2 separate regions of the Sus scrofa genome follow, and region 2 is linked to region 1. The links are chromatin contacts, called in public Hi-C maps. All regions are on one chromosome and are shown on one strand. The core of a region is the stretch at or near the end of the contact, and the rest is flanking DNA. Distances in the headings are between cores, read along the strand shown. Region 1 holds the start of NUDT6 (nucleoside diphosphate-linked moiety X motif 6). Region 2 overlaps TRPC3 (transient receptor potential cation channel subfamily C member 3).

Region 1 (5,635 bases), core at 1,671-4,170:
ATGACTGCATAATATTCCTTATATAGATATACCATAATTTAACCAACCTCCTACCCTTGGATATTTAGACTGTTCCTAATTTTTATTTATCATAAATAATACCATGATGAACATGAAGCAGACTTTCTGTCTTTGACTTTAAATTCTCTTACTCTGTCAATTAAGATTGAGCCAGGGAAAAAGGATGCCAGTATTTATCTGACCCTTACTAAATTCCAGGCATTTTAGATACACTAGTTCATTAAATTATCACAATAAAAAAGGGCAAGTATTATCATCTAATTTATAGGTGAAGAAATGAATACTTCACAGTTTTAGAAAAACTTGTCAGACCACTGTCTCTATCTACCATCTCACTTAATCTTAACAATAACCCTAAAAAGTATGTGTAGAGAGATGGGGAAAGATTTGATTATTTACTTATTAGATTCCTTTCTCTTGTCTTTTACATCCTCTGCAGTAAGCACCTTCCCCGTTAAGGACCATGTTTCTCTACCTGACAAGTCGGTGTGCCTAACACAGTGACAGACAAGTTGGGAGCTTAATTTAACAGACTTCTTAATTTGGGCCTATGGCATCTCCTCAGATCCTTCTCACCTGGATCTTTCTCTGATCAAATCTGTTTTAAAATTGACATAGAATTACATAAAGTGAAATGGACAAGTCTTAAGCGAACATCTGATGAGTTTTGACATATGCATACACCTCTGCGACCCACACTCATGATTACAGAGTATCTCTATTATTCCAGAGAGTTGCTATGTCCTCCTTCCCAATCATGACAATCAAAAAACCTGAAGTTCTGAACCTACAGTCACTTTTTTACTGTTTTTTAACTTTACACTGATTGACTCCATCCACTCCCACTTCTTCAGTTAACAACTATTCAAGGATGTTTGCCCAATCCTGACTTCACTGAACACTGATTTTTCTGCTCTCCAGCTGCCCTCAGACATTTCTTGAAGGCTGCCATTGCAAACTTCATGCCTATGTTCAAGACTGACTCCTACACACTCCACCCCAACCTCATTTTATTTATAGGCATATTTCTGGCACCAATGCTTCAAGTCTCAGAATCATTCTTTTAATTCATTTTCTTTCTCTGATAAACTTCTAATACTTTTTCCTTCTCTATCCCTCACTTCTTTGATAAGCTTTCCTTACATGCTCTCCACAGAGAACCTAAGGATTCTGCTCTAGATTTACTAGAGCTTATTATACATTGCCTAATGATATCTCTTGTTATCTATTTCTAATCCTAATTAATATTTTGTGTATTTGCAATCCTGAAGGTTAACATAAGATTACACACTGGGGCTCAATTCATATTTATTAATGACTGGGTTTGTTTAAAGCCACACAGCTAATGAGTGACATAGCAAGTAGAACCAAGGTTATTTCCTCACTTATGCAGATATATATGAAGCTCAACAACATATTACCTGTTCATTCATCTAACTTTACAGTTATCAATAACAGGAACAATAAAGCAACAGACTTCATGTGTAAAGGTACTTAACTCTTGCTAATACATTATATACAATCAGTCCAATTTACTCGAATAGATTTGGATTTAATGGGCTTTCTTCTCAGGTTATTTTAGTTTATTTTTATAGGCAATATGATTAGGTTTTGTTTGACTCAATGACAACTAGCAATGGCACTTAACGGTGCTGTAAGAACACATTCTAGAGCCAGGGAAGTTAATCTGTCTCAGTACCATCATCCCTGAAATGAGGATAATAGTACATACCACACAAGTTGTTATGAGAATTAAATGAATCTGTATTCATGAAGTTTTAAAAAGTGTCTAGCACTTAGTGCAATTGCATTAAAAAGTTACAAAAAGCATATGGTACTTCAAAGTTTATAAATTAGTTTCATGTAATTTATCTCTGATCACATCTATCCAGTAAAGTAATTAGAGCTAGCATTATTCACATAAGCAACCTAAGATAAAAATATTTTCAGTGGTGATTTGCCTAATGGCTGGCTAGCTGTGTGGCAGAATCTGGGACTTGAAACTTGGGTGTGGGACTCCAAACCCAACCCACTTTCTGCTTTACCTTCCTGAGATAGTGCTTTGATCACTTGTTTGGCCACTTACGAGTAACAAGTGTGTGCAATAAACACCTGTGTCTACCCACACATATGACACACATTAGAGGATGAACACCGATTTGATCTGCTGGAGTTAGCAACTGTCCCAAGTAGGAGAGAAAACAGGTGAAGAGATAAGTAGCTTGGAAATGAGGATGCTTAAAGATTAACTAGCTCTACTCTATTACCATAGATGCTCACTTGCCATATGCTGCACAGAATAAAGATTATTTGAAGTTTCCTCTTAGTGTGAGAGGATATTTTTCCATGGCTAAATATCCTTTCTCTGCTTTCAATTTGATTATGAAGACCCTCAAGGGCAGTTTGAAAAACAGGTTGCTCCACCAAATCGAGGGCTCTCAAAGTGAAGGTTCCTCTTCACAAGCTTTCTTTTTTTTAATCATTGAATTCAAGGTTCAAAGAGAATAAAGAGAATGGTGAGCTTTGTTCCTGAAGACTGAAACCATTCACCAATCTCCCCCGCTAATTATAAAGGGAGTGTTGCTTTCTAAGTAGAAGAAACTCTCTAGTTCTGGGCACCAGAGCTCCTGATCCCACTTGTGAACAAATACGACCACTCGGAGCCTCTTCGGCCCACTTACGGTCCACCACCTGTATCAGAAAACGCGATAGGGTGTTTTTTTGTTTGTTTTGCCTTGGGCAAAGTGCCGGGCAGAACCAAGTCTCAGTAAACGGCAGTAAATAATTATGAAATAATATTAACAAACGCGGAGCAGTAAGTACGCGGCAGCTATAACGCTAAGCACTTAATAAGCATTGTCCAACTTACCCCTTAACAATCCCATGAGTTCCTGTTACCTGGTTTTACAGATGAAAAAAAGGTGATTTACAAAACTTGCCCAAGATCACACACTAGAAAGAGGACCAGAAAGTAGGGCTGCAGACCTAAAGTTTGAGCTCGTCACCATTTCCCCAACAGCCTCGGAAACCTCCCAGCCAAGGGCACGAGAACGAAAGGCAGAAAACGGGTGCGGGTCACACACGCCCTCTCTCCTTCCCTCCAGAGCGACTCGGGAGTGGGAACCCCAGTTACTTGGTTAGAAAGGTCGGGAGCCCGGGGAGCCTTGATCCAAGCGCACTTGCCCTGCAAAGCTCTCTGGAAGGCGACGGTGTCCAGGCGGTCCAGAGCGTCTAGTTTCACCGAGACGCCCCCGAATCTGTCCAGCTCACCCCTCAGCTCGCCAGCTACGGAAGGGGGGTCCCGAGAGCAACCCAGGAAACTCGAGGCCCCACGGAGCCCTGCATAAAGCATTGCGTGGCGCACCCGAGCCAGCCCAGTGAACCAGCAGCGGCCGCTCCGCAGCGGCGGCATTTCCACGCAGGCTCTCGTGGCCTCAAGCCTCAGCTTCCAAATTACCCAGCGGGTTTGCCTTAGAACGAAGAATGCTACCGTAAGTTTTAGAAGAGTACCACCCACCCTATCTCAGGGTTGAGCAGGCATTACCGCTTTGCAGCTCTAGGTAGAGGAAACGGCAGTCCTGTTGACTGACTCCTCTCAGAAGTTTGCCTGGCTCCCGCCAAGCGGGGAGAAACTCCCACAGCTTTCCACCCTCCCGGAGTTACCCCCACCCATTTTAATATTAAAGGGACGTTTGTTCAGGGATGGAAAATGCGGTGGAGATAAGAAAAATTCCTGTTTTTCAGGAATTTACAATCTAAAGGACAGTTCTGTCCACCTACTCCTTGGCAGAAGTCAGAACCTCTTCAACGAAGGATCCTCGGTTCTCCCGCTCCTCCTGCGCTCCACTCCGGGGATTACGGCGCGGAACAGAGCCTCGCTGGCTTCTGCCCCGGAAGTTTTTCTCTCAGTGAAGCGCGCACGTTGAGCCGGCTTCACCGCTGCTTCTCTCAGGCAGCCTTGAGATCATGTCTTCCAAGAAGAACAGAAAACGCCTGAACCAAAGCACCGAGAATAGTTCGCCCTCGGCCTCCGCTGCTTCCTTTCCTGAGGGGGCCACAGCTTCAGCCGTGGCGGCCGGGACTTTGGTGGTGATCAACTTCCTAGAAAAGGGTAAAGAGTTCTGAGAGGGAGGTCCGAGGCCGAGGGGGTGCTGCCTGAGAGGACGAAAACCTAGCGGTTCTACCTTGAGGGGAAGAGGTTTTTAAAAAGTTGGTCGAGGCAGCGATATGAGCGCGGCACAGAAGTCCTAAAACACCTGAAGCTGCGCCTGCATTGGAAACGTGAGGCAGAAATGACTTAACCATGGCAAGTCAAGCTGCATTTTTTGAATTTCTAAGTTTCACTTGAAACAGCCTAGGCTTGTTTAAGATTAACGGCATATGTAAGTGTAAAATCGCTCATATCAAGCGAGCTTTGTATACAATCACCCAGTTCGGTGACCATGTGGACCCGTCCTTCTTGAGAGAGAGGTCGATGTGCCTTTAAGATTGATAAGTGGCTTTTCCCCTGTTACACCAGTTCTGGTATTTAATAACAGCTGTTAATTGTACACTGGCGTTAGCAGTAGGTTGCGCATTTCACTTACGTGTCTCATTTACTCTTCTCAGAGCTTGGGAGATGGTATTGTGTTCTGCCCATTTTACAGAGGAAGAAAAGTTAACGTGACCGCCCCAGGTTACACAGCCTACTAAATAAATAACAAAGGTTTATTTGAGGCCAGAAGTATTTGACTCTAAAGCCATTGCTTTAGATCAGGGCAACCTTGACTTGAGAGAACGGATTTAACCGAAACGCATTTAGTTGGTAAAGCTTCTAACAGTCTTGATGTTTTGTGGTTTTTAAAAATGGTTCAGATTAACCTAGCGGCAAGATTTTTATTTCTCTATTGCAGACCCTAAAGACTATCTTCAAGTTAACATTGCGTTTTCAGTCTCTTTTGGGGATCAGAGGGCAACTAGTTGGGTCTTGCTGTCTTGCACAATCTCTTTTTCTTTCTTTCTTTTTTTTTTTGCTTTTTATGGCCGAACTCTGGGCATATGGAGGTTCCCAGGCTAGGGGGTCCAGTCGGAGCCACAGCTGCTGCTCTTCTCTCACTCCTCAGCCTCTTCCTATTTGACATCCACCCTATTATTCCATCAAAATGGCACCTGCCCTGGTGGCTGATTATCTCCATGTGGATAAATCCAATGGATGGTATTTCATTATTTGACCCCTCAGCAGCTTTTGGTATTGTCTGTCAGCCATTTCTACCTTCTTTAAACAGTTTTCTTCTTGACTTATGTATCATCACTTTCCCAGAGTTTTCCCCTTCTTTGGTTGGTACTTAATCAGTTTGTTTTGCAGGCTCACCCTTATCTACCTAACTGTCCAAAGTAGAAGCTTCTTAATCCTTAGTCCTAAACCCTCTTTTTCTCTATATGAACTTTCTTCAGCAAGTTCATCCACTTCCCAGAGTTTCCCATTTATACCCTTATTTTCCAGATTTGTATGTGTAATTTATATTGTTTCTGAGTCGATTCAATTGTCTTCTAGACCAATGCGTTTCAAACTCTGTAGGAAAGATTTTGAAATTAATGACGTGGCACAGTAACACTGTTGTAAAATAAAATAGAA
Region 2 (5,635 bases), core at 1,224-3,723, 930 kb before region 1:
CTGGAAGATCACTGAAACACTAAGTGGTTAGTTCTGTATGAACTGGGTCACTCCCAAAAGGATGGATGCACTGTAGACATTTACAACAACAAAAATTAACATTTATTGGATGTTTAATATGTATCAGACCTGTGCTTTCAATGACCCGGCGGATCTGAGGCTACCATTCATTTTTTTTAGAGATGCAGAAACCAAGATTTAGGTTAAAAACTTGATTGAATTCATAATAAGGAATGAAGCCTAGATTCACAAATTTTCCTCCAGATGATAGTCATTAGACAGACATGAGTAAATGTAAATAAATAGGTGTTGAGAGTTCCCGTCATGGCTCAGTGTAACGAACCCGACTAGTATCCATGAGGATATAGGTTCAATCCCTGGCCTCGCTCAGCGCGTTAAGGATCTGGCATTGCCGTGAGCTGTGGTGTAGGTCACAGACGCAGCTCGGATCATGCATTGCTGCGGCTGTGGTGGAGGCTGGTAGCTGTAGCTCCAATTCAACCCCTAACCTGGGAACTTCCATTTGCCTCAGGTGTAGCCCTAAAAATCAAAAAACAAATAAAAAACAAAAAAAAGGAGTTATTCTTCACAATCGAAAGGCATTTAAACTCTGTGCCTGAGTTTCCTTATCTGTAAAATGAGAGAGACAATAGTTGCTAAAGTCTTTTCCAGGTTTAAGATTTTGTAGCTCTTAAATTGCAGTTCCCCAGTTTGGCCTCTAGGGAAGGGAGGCGAACATTGCTTCAATGGGTTTGCTGTGGGAAGGAGGCCATCAGCATCCTCACCGAGGATGTCCCTGGTTCTCCTGCTCCTCACTCTCGAGAGTCTTGTGTGAGCCCCACGCAAGTCGCCCAGAGGAGGAGCACAACATCCTCTGCAGCATTTCTGTCCTTTTGGCAAAGTTTACATTCTGATGGTCGCTTTAGTGCCTACTTCTTGCCTCTGCAAAAATTTTTGTTCACTTCAACTATAGAGCAGTGTAGCACCTTTTATTATTTTATCTCCTCCAACCCAGGCTCTCAGGGACTCATCTTCCACATCAAGCAGCTTATCAAGCTATTTCCCCCCAATTGATACAATTTCATGTTCTAAAAATATTTGAAGTAATTACGTTGTTAGGCTTAAAGGTAACTTTCTCCCACCTTGCAGTAGCTCCTTTTTAGAGATATGAAAACAAAGGCACAGAGAAGTAAACTAATTTGAACAAAGTCACAGAGCAAGGGAGAGTCAGTGCTTTGCTATGCATCCAGTTTTGTACAGCTCTGAAGCTCATGCTCTCTCCACTGTCTCTAGAAATTCAACATGCATCTCATCCTAAACATACTATGTATGAAGTATTTCCTTCTAAAACGTGGTTCCGATACCCTTCCTAAAGCATACAAGGATTGTGCAGCTAAGGACTCACCATAAGTGAAATACTGTATCTCTGGTGGAAGTGTAACTTCACTGAGGTCACTCTCTTGGACATAACTGTCCACATACTGCTGTGCCTTTGTTGCCTGAAGGAAAGCCAGGAATCTGGCCGTGAAAGCCGCGATGAAGATGGAGAGCATTCCGAAGTCTAGGACATTCCACAACTGCAAAATGTATTCCCTGGGTCCTTCCAGCCAGAGCTCCTTGCACTCAGACCACATCATTCCTGTCACAAGACACACAGATGACAGATGAGATTTTAGAGCCTGGACCGAGAGACTATCGTCTCATCCACCAAGAGTCTCTACCTATAAAAAGCTCCCCATGTAAATCATGTCACCAGGGACTGTAAAGGATGGCCAAAGCTCACAGAGGCTCCTGGCTGCTAATGGAAGATGAGGCTTTGTCTGAAGGAATGATTCACTCCACCAAGTTAGATTTCAGTGAAATATAGTTCTGCATGTGGCAGTAGAAACCATGCTACTTTTATAGGGGTGGAGCAGAAGGGGCGGGGGGAGGAAATAAGCAGGGAAGACTCTTCAGGTCAAGTGAAATATTTGGAGGAGAGGAGAAAATTCGTCTCTATGAAATTACAATGGTTAATTATTAAATCATGGTGATTACTGGAGGAAAAAGCCCCTTATTGAGAAACTTACTATAGATTCTTTCCTTTTTTTTTTTTTTTTTTTTTGTCTTTTTAGGGCCACATGCATGGCATATGGAGGTTCCCAGGCTGGGGTTAAATTGGAGCTGTAGCTGCTGACCAGCAGCTACAGCAAGGCCAGATCCAAGCCACATCTGTGACCTGCACCACAGCTCACTGCTGGATCCTTAACCCACTGATCGAGACCAGGGATCAAACATGCGTCCTCATGGATGTTAGGTTCATTTCCACTGAGCCACGATGGGAACTCTAGTTTTTTTTTTTTCCCCATGCTCTGGCATGTGGAAGTTCCCAGGCAAGGGTTCAAACCCATGCCATAGCAGTGCCCTCAGCCCGCTGCAGTGACGACACAGGATCCTTAGCCCACTGCACCATGAGAGAACTCTAACCACAGACTTTTAACAAGAACCATTTCCCAGTCATCCAGGACATTTACTTTACTCCTCTACCCTCTATCCTCATTTCAGCCTCATGCTGAAGGAATGTCACTGGAAAAAGAAGAAACCTTATGTAGGAGGCCCTAAGACATGATGAAGAAACTGAAAGCAGAAAATGCCGTTCTGAGAGGAAGAGCAAAAAATTCCAACTACTTGTCCTGACTATGTAAGGGGAAAACATTACAGATTTTTTAAAAGAAATGTAATGGCTCAAAATCAAATTAATAAAATAATTACTTGACCCAGGTTGAGATCCCAGGAGTGAATGAAGGGAAGAAATGACCCATTAATTCAAGAACTGTGAAAATACCAAGAAACACGCTGGGTGAAATAGGCTGAATATATAAAAATGACTTTGAATTAGTGACCCTTAGATAAACTGGTTCCAATGTTCTTTTTTTTTTCATATCACTTAGAATTTTTGCTTTAACATAGCTATTCAAAATGAGCTATTGTGAAGTGAAGTAGCAAACATTCTGAAAATGGAAACTCCTTAAAAAAACCCCTCTGGAACTAAAGCAATGAAAGTTTTTTAAACATCAGTTAATAGACACTGGGTTATTTCGGAAGCATTTCAAATAAATACTTGATCATCACAGTGAGTCATATTTTTAAAAGTGTATTTTATTCAATAACTGAAGTCCAATTTCTGAAACATGGTATATTTATAATTAAGCTCATGTTATTCTTGAAAACTTTAGTTTTCCTGTTAAGGGATACCTTTCAGCACTATCAAGCTGCCAAATTACTTGATCACCTGCTATTCATCTTGCAGTGGTGATGCTGTCACCATATAATGGATAATTTCATTTTATTTATTTATTTATTTCAGGGTCTCTTCAGGGCTGCACCCGAGGCATATAGAGGTTCCCAGGTTAGGGGTCCAATCAGAGCTGTAACCGCTGACCTACACCACAGCCACAGCAACATGGGATCCCAGCTCTGCCTGCAACTACACCACAGCTCACGGCAATGCCAGATCCTTAACAAACTGAGCAGGCCAGGGATCGAACCCGCGTTCCTCATGTATGTTAGTCAGATTCGTTAACTGCTGAGCCACGATGGGAACTCCGACAATTACATTTTACATAGAAAATGGAGAACACTGTGAACCAACTATAACGGAAAAAATAAAAATCATTAAAAATAAGATAAATATAAAATGGCAGTCGTTACACTGACATTATTTTTGGTAAAAATTAAAAGACATAAAAGGCTTACCGAGAACCCAGACCATAATTAGCATTTCCGTCCATGTGAACTGGGTGGTTTTCACCCTGAAGATCTGTTTGGGATAGTCAATAACAGTGATATTTGGCAACGTGGTGATGCCTTCAAATCTGTCTGAGGCATTGAACACAAGCAGGCCTAGGAAGATGATGAAAGAAGCAGCATGTGCCACAAACTTCATAAAAGGACTCCGTAGAACTTTCCCCAGCTGTCATAAGGCAAAAAAGAAAAGAAAAGAAAAGAAAAGAAAACTTTTACTTTAGAGAATCTGGCTTCCGCATATGAAGATTACTATACAGGATAGAAAAAAAGAAATGAAATGAGAACATTCTCAAAATTCTGCTTCTGTTTCTAAAGAGCTATTCATTGTGAAAATTACTCCTCTTAAGGGATGCTTCCTCCAAGAATAATTTAAGAAGCCTTCAAATTTCATTGTTTATCAATATCCAATCTGTCTTCATTAACAGATGCACTTCTGGAAATCACAAGGCATATACAGGTTATTCTTATTTTTAAATGAAAGACTATGCAATGTCAAGGATTTTAGAGTCTAGGAAAAGAAACTCCAAATTTGTCATGCGTAATTCTTTACAACTGAAATGTTATGATGAATTTGTAGACTCATTCATTTATAATTGAAATGTTATGAGGTGTCCATAGCACATGACAACCCCTGGAAGCCTATGAAAAACTTACTGCCAGAGAAATAAATTTTTGTTCTCACTTCTAAATATTCCAAAATCAATTTGTACTTCATATGATATAAAAAAAACAGAAAATACTATAATCAAGTAAATATTTTATCTGTTACTATCCAATCAGAGCAGAGAGATACATAATAATTAAAAACTCTAAGTAGGTTAACAATTAAAAATCGTCCCTGGGTTTGTAAAATCATATAAATAGTACAAAAGCATTCTTAAAGTTCAGTCTATAATGATTTTAAGGTAACTCTTTTTAAATCCCATGTGATATCATGTCCTTAAAAGCCCTATGTTCTAGTAGAAATGAAAAACAATTCTTCTGTAGTCTAAGCATTAGGTACATTCTAAGTTCTCTATTCTGCATACTCAGACCCTACTTTCAGACTCTGTCTGTGACCTGAAGAAGTACCAAGGTTCGCATTTAAGAGACTGTAACTTCAAACAAATGTTTTTGTTATGTCCAGAACCTTAATTTAATGTCAACAAATAACCAAAGAATGTCAAGCATTTCTGGGATTGCACATGAATGCACACAGACAAATGTCACAGTCGCCTTATTAGACACAGAAAAATAAACCACACTTTTATATATCACTGTGCTGTAGAGAGGGCACACTGGGGTAGCTCGTCCACAGCCCACAGTGATGTGGAGGGAGTTTTCAAGTCTGTTTCTCCTAAAGCTAATCTTAAATAACATGGGGGGAAAAAAAAAGCCAGCATGCTTATCTTAAAAATGAGACATGTGAAGAATTCTTGCTATGTTAACTTTTCACGAGAGAAAAGTCGTATATGGCAGGTATAAATGTGGGCTCCAGAAATGACTCAGTTCCCTCCTTTGTCTTCTTAGCTGGGCAGAGTTCCAGCACATCATTAACTGCCTTTTTCCAAGTGAAAAGAAAAAAGAATGGACTTCAAGATGCCTACTTCAGACCTGACATGTTTTAACTGAGGAAGCTGCCCTAAGAGACAAACACATATAAACCTGAACTTTCCAACTCATTTGCCCCAGAAAGGGAAATTATTTGGGTAGGATATGATTTTTGCTTTAAATGCATGCTCTCCCCTTATTTATAGTTTTAGGACTTTAGTGTTCATGTATTATCAGAATCTTATGGTACTTTTCCATGATACATAACAAAGGAACTTAGTTGAGTCATCAAAATTGATCAAAATGACAATCTTTTCTG

The links. Hi-C and Micro-C count contacts between places; a contact is called where the count stands out from the background.
Region 2: a Hi-C map of embryonic fibroblasts shows a contact between it and region 1, with 2.2 times the contacts expected there. The contact joins the enhancer-like site here to the promoter of NUDT6 in region 1. A contact is called at or near these places in 3 of 5 promoter capture datasets (fetal liver, fetal skeletal muscle and liver), 4 of 47 Hi-C or Micro-C datasets (embryonic fibroblasts, omental adipose tissue, retroperitoneal adipose tissue and 1 more) and 2 of 2 datasets of contacts at active chromatin or transcription factors (alveolar macrophages and skeletal muscle).

The regions. Positions count from the first base shown.
Region 1 is chr8:101,239,452-101,245,086 of Sscrofa11.1, reverse strand. NUDT6 (nucleoside diphosphate-linked moiety X motif 6) reads right to left here and starts at 2,920. Exons shown (of 8, transcript XR_002346434.1): 1 at 2,891-2,920. It overlaps SPATA5 (spermatogenesis associated 5), which reads left to right and starts at 3,988. Exons shown (of 17, transcript NM_001177913.1): 1 at 3,988-4,132. The coding sequence starts at 3,988.
Region 2 is chr8:102,167,824-102,173,458 of Sscrofa11.1, reverse strand. It overlaps TRPC3 (transient receptor potential cation channel subfamily C member 3), which reads right to left. Exons shown (of 11, transcript NM_001145749.1): 4 at 3,736-3,952; 5 at 1,406-1,639. Among named protein-coding and RNA genes, the nearest start is that of TRPC3, 23 kb to the right of the region's middle. Within about 2 kb of position 2,473, at least 1 of the 83 cell types and tissues checked has an H3K27ac peak or open chromatin away from gene starts, as enhancers often do. A contact at or near this core is called in embryonic fibroblasts, where this site is marked.